Regions from separate parts of the Pan troglodytes genome. Here region 1 is linked to region 2. The links are chromatin contacts, called in public HiChIP or PLAC-seq maps. All regions are on one chromosome and are shown on one strand. Each heading gives the region's core, a stretch centred on a gene start, on an enhancer-like site or on the middle of the called end of the contact. The rest is flanking DNA. Distances are from core to core; before and after follow the strand shown.

The links. HiChIP or PLAC-seq counts read pairs in DNA pulled down with a chosen protein or histone mark.
Region 1: a contact with region 2 is called in an H3K4me3 HiChIP or PLAC-seq map of stem cell-derived excitatory neurons, with 4 times the contacts expected there. The contact joins the promoter of GNG13 here to the promoter of ANTKMT in region 2. A contact is called at or near these places in 1 of 7 Hi-C or Micro-C datasets (stem cell-derived neural progenitor cells) and 1 of 1 datasets of contacts at active chromatin or transcription factors (stem cell-derived excitatory neurons).

What each region holds. Positions count from the first base shown.
Region 1 is chr18:3,170,324-3,173,432 of NHGRI_mPanTro3-v2.0_pri, forward strand. GNG13 (G protein subunit gamma 13) reads right to left here and starts at 1,779. Exons shown (of 3, transcript XM_016929108.4): 1 at 1,698-1,779; 2 at 5-136. The coding sequence starts at 102.
Region 2 is chr18:3,078,892-3,082,114 of NHGRI_mPanTro3-v2.0_pri, forward strand. It overlaps ANTKMT (adenine nucleotide translocase lysine methyltransferase), which reads left to right and starts at 1,479. Exons shown (of 5, transcript XM_001157130.8): 1 at 1,479-1,782; 2 at 1,944-2,048; 3 at 2,147-2,287; 4 at 2,430-2,480; 5 at 2,649-2,930. The coding sequence starts at 1,621. The coding sequence ends at 2,897. CCDC78 (coiled-coil domain containing 78) reads right to left here. Exons shown (of 12, transcript XM_016929089.4): 12 at 2,922-3,124. The coding sequence ends at 3,013.

The sequences.
Region 1 (3,109 bases), core at 529-3,028, 92 kb after region 2:
TCACTCGGGGATGGTCTTGGACGCCATCTCCCGCTGGAAGGCCAGCTGGTACTTGAGACTCTCCACCTCTTTCTTCATCTGTGGCACGTCCCACTCCTCCATGGGGTCAGGGGCTTCTGAAGCAGCCAGCCTGGGGCTGGAGGGCACAGGAGGAAGCCACAGGGCCGAGGCCACCAGCCTGTAGTCCCCACCCCCGCTGCTCCCTCCCCGCAGGCCTGAGCTGAGCCCCTCAGGATGAAGCGGGGAGAGTCCCCACCACTGCCTGGGCCAGTCCCCTAGGCGTTGCTAGGGTGCAGGGCACAGAGCGAGTTCCCACAAGGCCCCAGCTCCCGCCTCCTGCAGTGGGACTAATTAACTGCAAGAAACTTTACATCCTCAGCTACTCCCCCATAGGCCCCCACACCTTACGAAGGTCCCTTGCAGGCAGCAGAAAGGGTGCTCAGCACGGCAGGCCGCCAGCTCCTACCCTCCCACTGAGGCCCACGCAGGCTGACCCAGACCACGGTGTGAGGTGTGGGGCCAGGTCCTCAGGAGGTGGCCCCTGCCCTGCCCCGCTGTGCGCCCCTTTGCTTTGCGTGGCAGAGCCCAGTCCACAGCCAGGACTCCTGGACAGGAATGTTCTGCTGCAGTTTGCTTCTCTGGCAGGTGGGGTGTGTGCTCAGGATCTTGGGGGCTCAGGCTATACTACCCGAGTCTGGGATATGGGCTGTGGGTGGCCCCTGGGTCCCCAGTGTGTCTGGGAACTACACACACGTTACCTGCGTGCTTTCTGCTTGTGGCCAGCCTGGGAAAGCCACAGGTTGACACCCCTCAGAACTGCCACAAGTTCAAGGCAAGTGGGGGTGGGTTGCCCCCTGCCTCTCCCCCTACCCACTCCAGGGGCCCAGGGAGTCCCTCACTCCGTCCCAACTCTGGCCCCCGTCCCCAAGGTTGGGAGACAGGGCTGAACCTTGGGAGGGTGGGTGGGGGGTTGGCATCGAGTTTGGGGGAGCCTGCCTCTGGCTGTGAAGGGGGCTCCTGGCCCAACAGTCTCCCCATCCTTTGGTCGTGCAGCTGCACCGGCCACCTAGGGAGGGGCCCAGGGCCTGAGGCTGGTGGGGTCCCAGTGGTGAATTGGGCAGACTCCCAGCAGCCGGCAGAGGGTCTGCCCGTAGCGGGGTGGGAGCCTGGGGAGCGAGTGGGGGCAGGTTTCTGGGGGAGTGATCAGGGTCATGCAGAGGATTCCCTCCCGGAGACCCTGGAGTTCCAGCACCCCCACCCGCCCCCATCCCCGGTGCAGGCCTTTCCTTGGAGACCCTACACTCAGCCCCGTGGGTGCTGGACTAGCTCCGTGCGGGTCCTCCCAGGCCCGGGGTGTTGGCGCCCCGCCCACAGCCCAGTCCTTGCTGCCCAGCCCTACCTTCTCGCAGCTGCCGCCAAGCCTGGCCACCCGCCCCGTGCACCCCGTGGACGCCCCCAGCCACGGGACTCGGTGGGCACTGCAGGCGGCGCACGGCGCTCAGATGGACACAGCTCCCCCGCACCGCGCGAGCTGCCTCCCTGCCTGCAGCACCGGCTCGGGTTGGGTTTTGCTGCCTGCGGGGCAGCTGCCCTCGCCCCGGGAGTTAGGGTGAGCCCAGGGGACTGACCTGGGCCAGCTGAGAGTCGCGGGGCCTCTGGGCCCTCCCTAGCCCTGGGGGCCTGTTCATCGGACCTACCTTGAAAAGGTGACAGCGGAGGGACAATGACAACGGCCAGGCGACCGCGAGTGAGAGCGAGGGCCAAGTGATGTTCCGGGAGTCCGCCAGGCAGAGCCCTGGCTGTGCCCCGCCCCTCCCGCCACCTGGGCCCTGGCGCCGCCCCCACCCCCTCCTCAGGGCTGGGCTGACCCCAGAGATAGCCTGTGCTGCCACCTCCCCTGGGCTCACCCAGCGGGTGGACATGCAGCCAGGGGCCAGTGTGGGGCTGGTTCATTTTCCCTGAGGGGCCAGCTTGGGCCCTGGTGGAGAGGTTTCCTTCCACTTGAGGGGGTGGGTTCCCCCTCTAGTGTCCTGGGCCAGCCGGGAGGAGTGGGGATGGGGCTGGGACCCTTTGCCCTCTGGAGCCTCTGCAGCCTGCAGGGTTCAGGTGACACTCAGCTGTGCCCCCCTGACAGAGGCATCTTGTGTGGGCCATGTGGTTCACCCTGGGATGTGAGCCTCTTCCTACTAGGGGCCCCGGGGCTCTGTGGAGCTCCCTGCTCCGGCCCGATCCCCCGTTCCCAGACCAGTGGCCGGCACGGGGCAGCTCCCGAGGGCAGGAGAGTGCCGTGCTTTTCAGTCTGATCTGAGCTGAGAGTGGCGGCCTGAGGTGTCCCCAACACCGGCCCACTGTGGGTGCTCTGGGGCACGTTGCCTCGGGAGAGGTGCCCCCAGCTGCAGCACTTGGGCTCGGGTTGTGTGACCTCAAGGCTCAGGGGAGGGGGCTTCCCTTTGGGCCTCCGCACCTGTCAGCCTGCAGAGCTGAGACTGGCCCCTTTTCCTCTGACACGTTTCCCCGTGTCTCCTCCCACCCTGCCCTGGGTGTACCCCTTGGGCTCCTGTGGGAGCTGTGCCCTATGTACCAGCAGGTGATTTACATACCAGGCTGCATCCTAGGTGGGGGCGCCCAGGCAGCAACAGCAGCCTCTGGGGGCACAGGGCCAAGCTCCCCAAACAGTCCCTGCAGAAGCTGGGCCACCCCCGGGGAAGCGTGGGCCAGGCCCTCGGCGGGTGCTGCCAGGGCCAGGGGCCTGTGAGCAGGTCACTCTGCCTTCCCCAGTGTCACAGGGAACCGCCCGGCCTGCCTGGGGTGGCCCAGGCCCCTGCAGGGGTTGTCGGGGAGAGGTGGGCCCTGTCCCTCTCAGGCGCTCAGGTCCCTGAAGTCACTCAGCAGGACTCCTCGCCAGTGTGACTCTGTGAATCGGGGCCACCTGCACCTCCCGCCCTGATGTGGGTCGGCTGGATCAGAGGCGCCTCTGGAACTGGGGCACATTAGGGAAGGGATTATTTTTATTATGGATTTGGGGGTGGGGTGGGGCAGCTTAAAGCCCAGGGCACGAGGCCGCCTCCTCAGGGCAGATGGTTGCCCCTCTTGGCATGGCGGGGGCTAG
Region 2 (3,223 bases), core at 229-2,728:
CGTGGTGGCATGCATCTGTAATCCCAGCTACTCAAAAGGCTGAGGCAGAGGAATCACTTGAACCTGGAAGGCAGAGGTTGCAGTGAGCCAAGACTGCGCCACTGCACTCCAACCTGGGCGAAAGAGCGAGACTCAGTCTCAAAAAAAAAAAAAAAAAAAAAAAGAAGAGTGGAGAGTGCACGCTAGAGTCCAATTAGGTGCATTCATCCAGTAAGCCTCCTAGGTAACTGCTCTAGGTGCAGGGAATAATGCAGGCAGCAGGACAGGAATGGGCCCTGTCAGCTCCCCCTAGAGCTCAGTGTACATACACCCTTCCTTTCCTGGGAGGGCCGTTCCAGGCCCCCAGGAGACAGGACACGCTGAGCTGGGTGGGGCTGGGGCCAACGTGGGCAGGCCTGTGAGACTCTGCACTTGGGAGCTGGGGGCTGTGGTCTGGGGCATACCCATGTCTGGAAGCTGCCTCTGTCCCTGCAGGGGCTCCAGACCCCAGCCACGGATGGCTAAGGAGGAGCTAGGCCAGGGCACGCACAGACAACCCCCAACATTCATGGGTGTCCAGCCCTACCCTGGGTGTGGAGGTCGTGGCCCAGCTGCCTGACCCAGAGCTCGGCTCTTCCACTTGCGCTTCCCACCCCCAGCTTCACAAGGTCACCTCCAGGAACTCAGTCTTTTTGTGTGTTGTTTTCTGGAGAAGGAAGGTGATCTCCCCACTCCCGGGGCTGTCTGCCTTCCCTGTAGCTGGCAGGCGCCAGAGGCCCCCGCCTGTGACATCCGGCTTTCCTCCCACCACACTCGCCTGAGAGCCAGCATCTGTCTTCTTGGGCCTGCTCAAGCTCTCCTCCGTGTCAGCCCCTCCTCCATGCCCTTCTCCCTCAGACCCCAGCCCCCCATCCCTTCACCGCCCACTGAGGCTCATCGCTCAGGCTGTAGGAGGGAAATGGAAGGATGTCCTCCCGGGGTCTGGCTGGCACTGGGTGTCCGGGTCAGCGGAGCGCCCCCAGCAGCCTCCCCGAGGCAGAGTCATGGGGGTGCTGGCGCCTGGACGCTGTCTCATCCCGGGGAGCCGCTTTCCCACCGGCTCCCTGGGCTCCAGCCGCCCCACGCGAGCCCCCGGCTGGTTCTGGGGCCAGGACCGCCCCTCTCCAAGGCAGACTTCCCTTCATTCCACGACAAAGACGCGCAGCCCCGTTTCCCTGGGGCTCTAGCCCGTGAGATCGCCGGGTGTATCCCGACTCCCGCCGGCACGTGCGCTCCCCCAGGGCAGGGCCTGCCTGTCCCCTTCCGCGGGTCGCCAGCAGCCAGCACAGGCCGCAAACAGCGGTCCGCAGAGCGGACCAACGGAGCCGACCCTCGCAGGCTTGGAGCCGGACGCGGCGGGGCAGAGCCCCCGAGGCTGCAGCTCGCCGGAACCCGCGGGAGGGCAGCCGGGCTGGGCGGAGCGCACAGCGCAACGGACCCACCGCGCAGGCTCTGCCGGCCACTTCCGGTGTCGCGCGGCGGCTCCCGGCAGGAGGCAGAGGGCACACCACCGGGCACACCGCCAGCCCCAGGCCAGGCTGCGAGGGCCGCGGACCCGAGCCGGGAAGGACCTTGGGCGGACGAGCCGCGCGTCCCGCAGCCATGGAGCAGGACGACCCGGCCGAGGCGCTGACGGAGCTGCGCGAGCGGCGGCTGGGCGCGCTGGAGCTGCTGCAGGCGGCGGCCGGCTCGGGCTTGGCAGCCTACGCGGTGTGGGCGCTGCTGCTCCAGCCCGGCTTCCGGCGCGTGCCGCTGCGGCTGCAGGTGCGGGGCGGGGCCAGGCCGGGCAGGGGAGCTCGGCTGCCGCTCAGGGTCTCAAGGTCTGGGCGTGGCCGGGGTGAGCTCCGCCCCCCCGTGTGGTAGTTCGGGCCGGGCTGCGGGCGGGGCGGGAGCGGCCAGTGGACTCTCGCCGCCACCCGGTCCAGGTGCCCTACGTCGGCGCGAGCGCGCGGCAGGTGGAGCACGTGTTGTCGCTGCTGCGAGGACGCCCCGGAAAAACGGTGGATCTGGGCTCTGGCGACGGCAGGATCGTAAGTGCCTGCGTCTGGGTCTTCGCCGCCCCACACCGCCCACCTGCCGGCGGGCGCCCCTGCCCACATCCTGGTTCCCACACTCTCGGTGCCCACAGGTGCTGGCGGCCCACAGGTGCGGCCTCCGCCCGGCCGTGGGCTACGAGCTGAACCCCTGGCTGGTGGCGCTGGCGCGGCTGCACGCCTGGAGGGCCGGCTGTGCCGGCAGCGTCTGCTATCGCCGCAAGGATCTCTGGAAGGTAACCTGGGGATCCCTGGCCACCCGCTGACAGCCCAAGGTGCGGCTGACACCTGCGAGGGCTGGGGGCTGGGACTCGGAAGCTGCGATGACCCGGTGCCCACCAGGCCTCTCCCCGGCTGGGGCGACTTCTCTTCCGGCAGGTGAGCCTGAGGGACTGCCGCAACGTGTCTGTGTTCCTGGCCCCTAGCGTGGTAGGTCCGGGGTTGCCAGCCCCGCTGGGAAGCCCCAGCCACACCCCAGGGTGTTTGCTGCTCTGAGGCCTGGGCTTGCCTGGTGGGTGCTAGGCTTGGGGCTAGGGGGGTGAGCGCGGCTGTTTTCTACCGGCCCCGCCCCCTCTACTCTGCTGTTCTCTCCCTCAGCTCCCGCTGCTGGAGGACAAGCTGCGGACAGAGCTGCCTGCCGGGGCCCGCGTGGTGTCTGGGCGCTTCCCACTCCCCACCTGGCAGCCTGTGGCCGTGGTTGGCGAGGGCCTGGACCGAGTATGGGCTTATGATGTTCCTGAGGGTGGGCAGGCTGGGGAGGCCTTCTCCTTGCGGATACCCATCCAGGCTGCCCCCGGACCTAGTTCTGCCCCCATCCCGGGGGGCCTTGTTTCTCAGGCCAGCTGAGTATTAGACACGATAAAGACTCTGTGGGTTCTATCCTGACTCATGTTTTATGGGGGGCTGGGTGGGAGGGTTCTGTGCTGGCTGACGGGCTCTGCTCTGCTCCTTGGGAGACGGCCTAGTGGCTGCCGGTCCTTGGATGCTGGGGCTTGGCTGGAGGCACAGCCCCCACTTTCCAGGGGTCCCCTGCACCTGCCAGCTTCCTCAGCCTCAGGATTTCGTGCTTGTACCTGCTCAGAGGAACCATGCTTAAGTGACCTGCCCAGCTGTGGACAGGTCTGCCTCTAGCGCCTGAGGCAGCCATCATCCTTCATTCCGACCAGACCAGG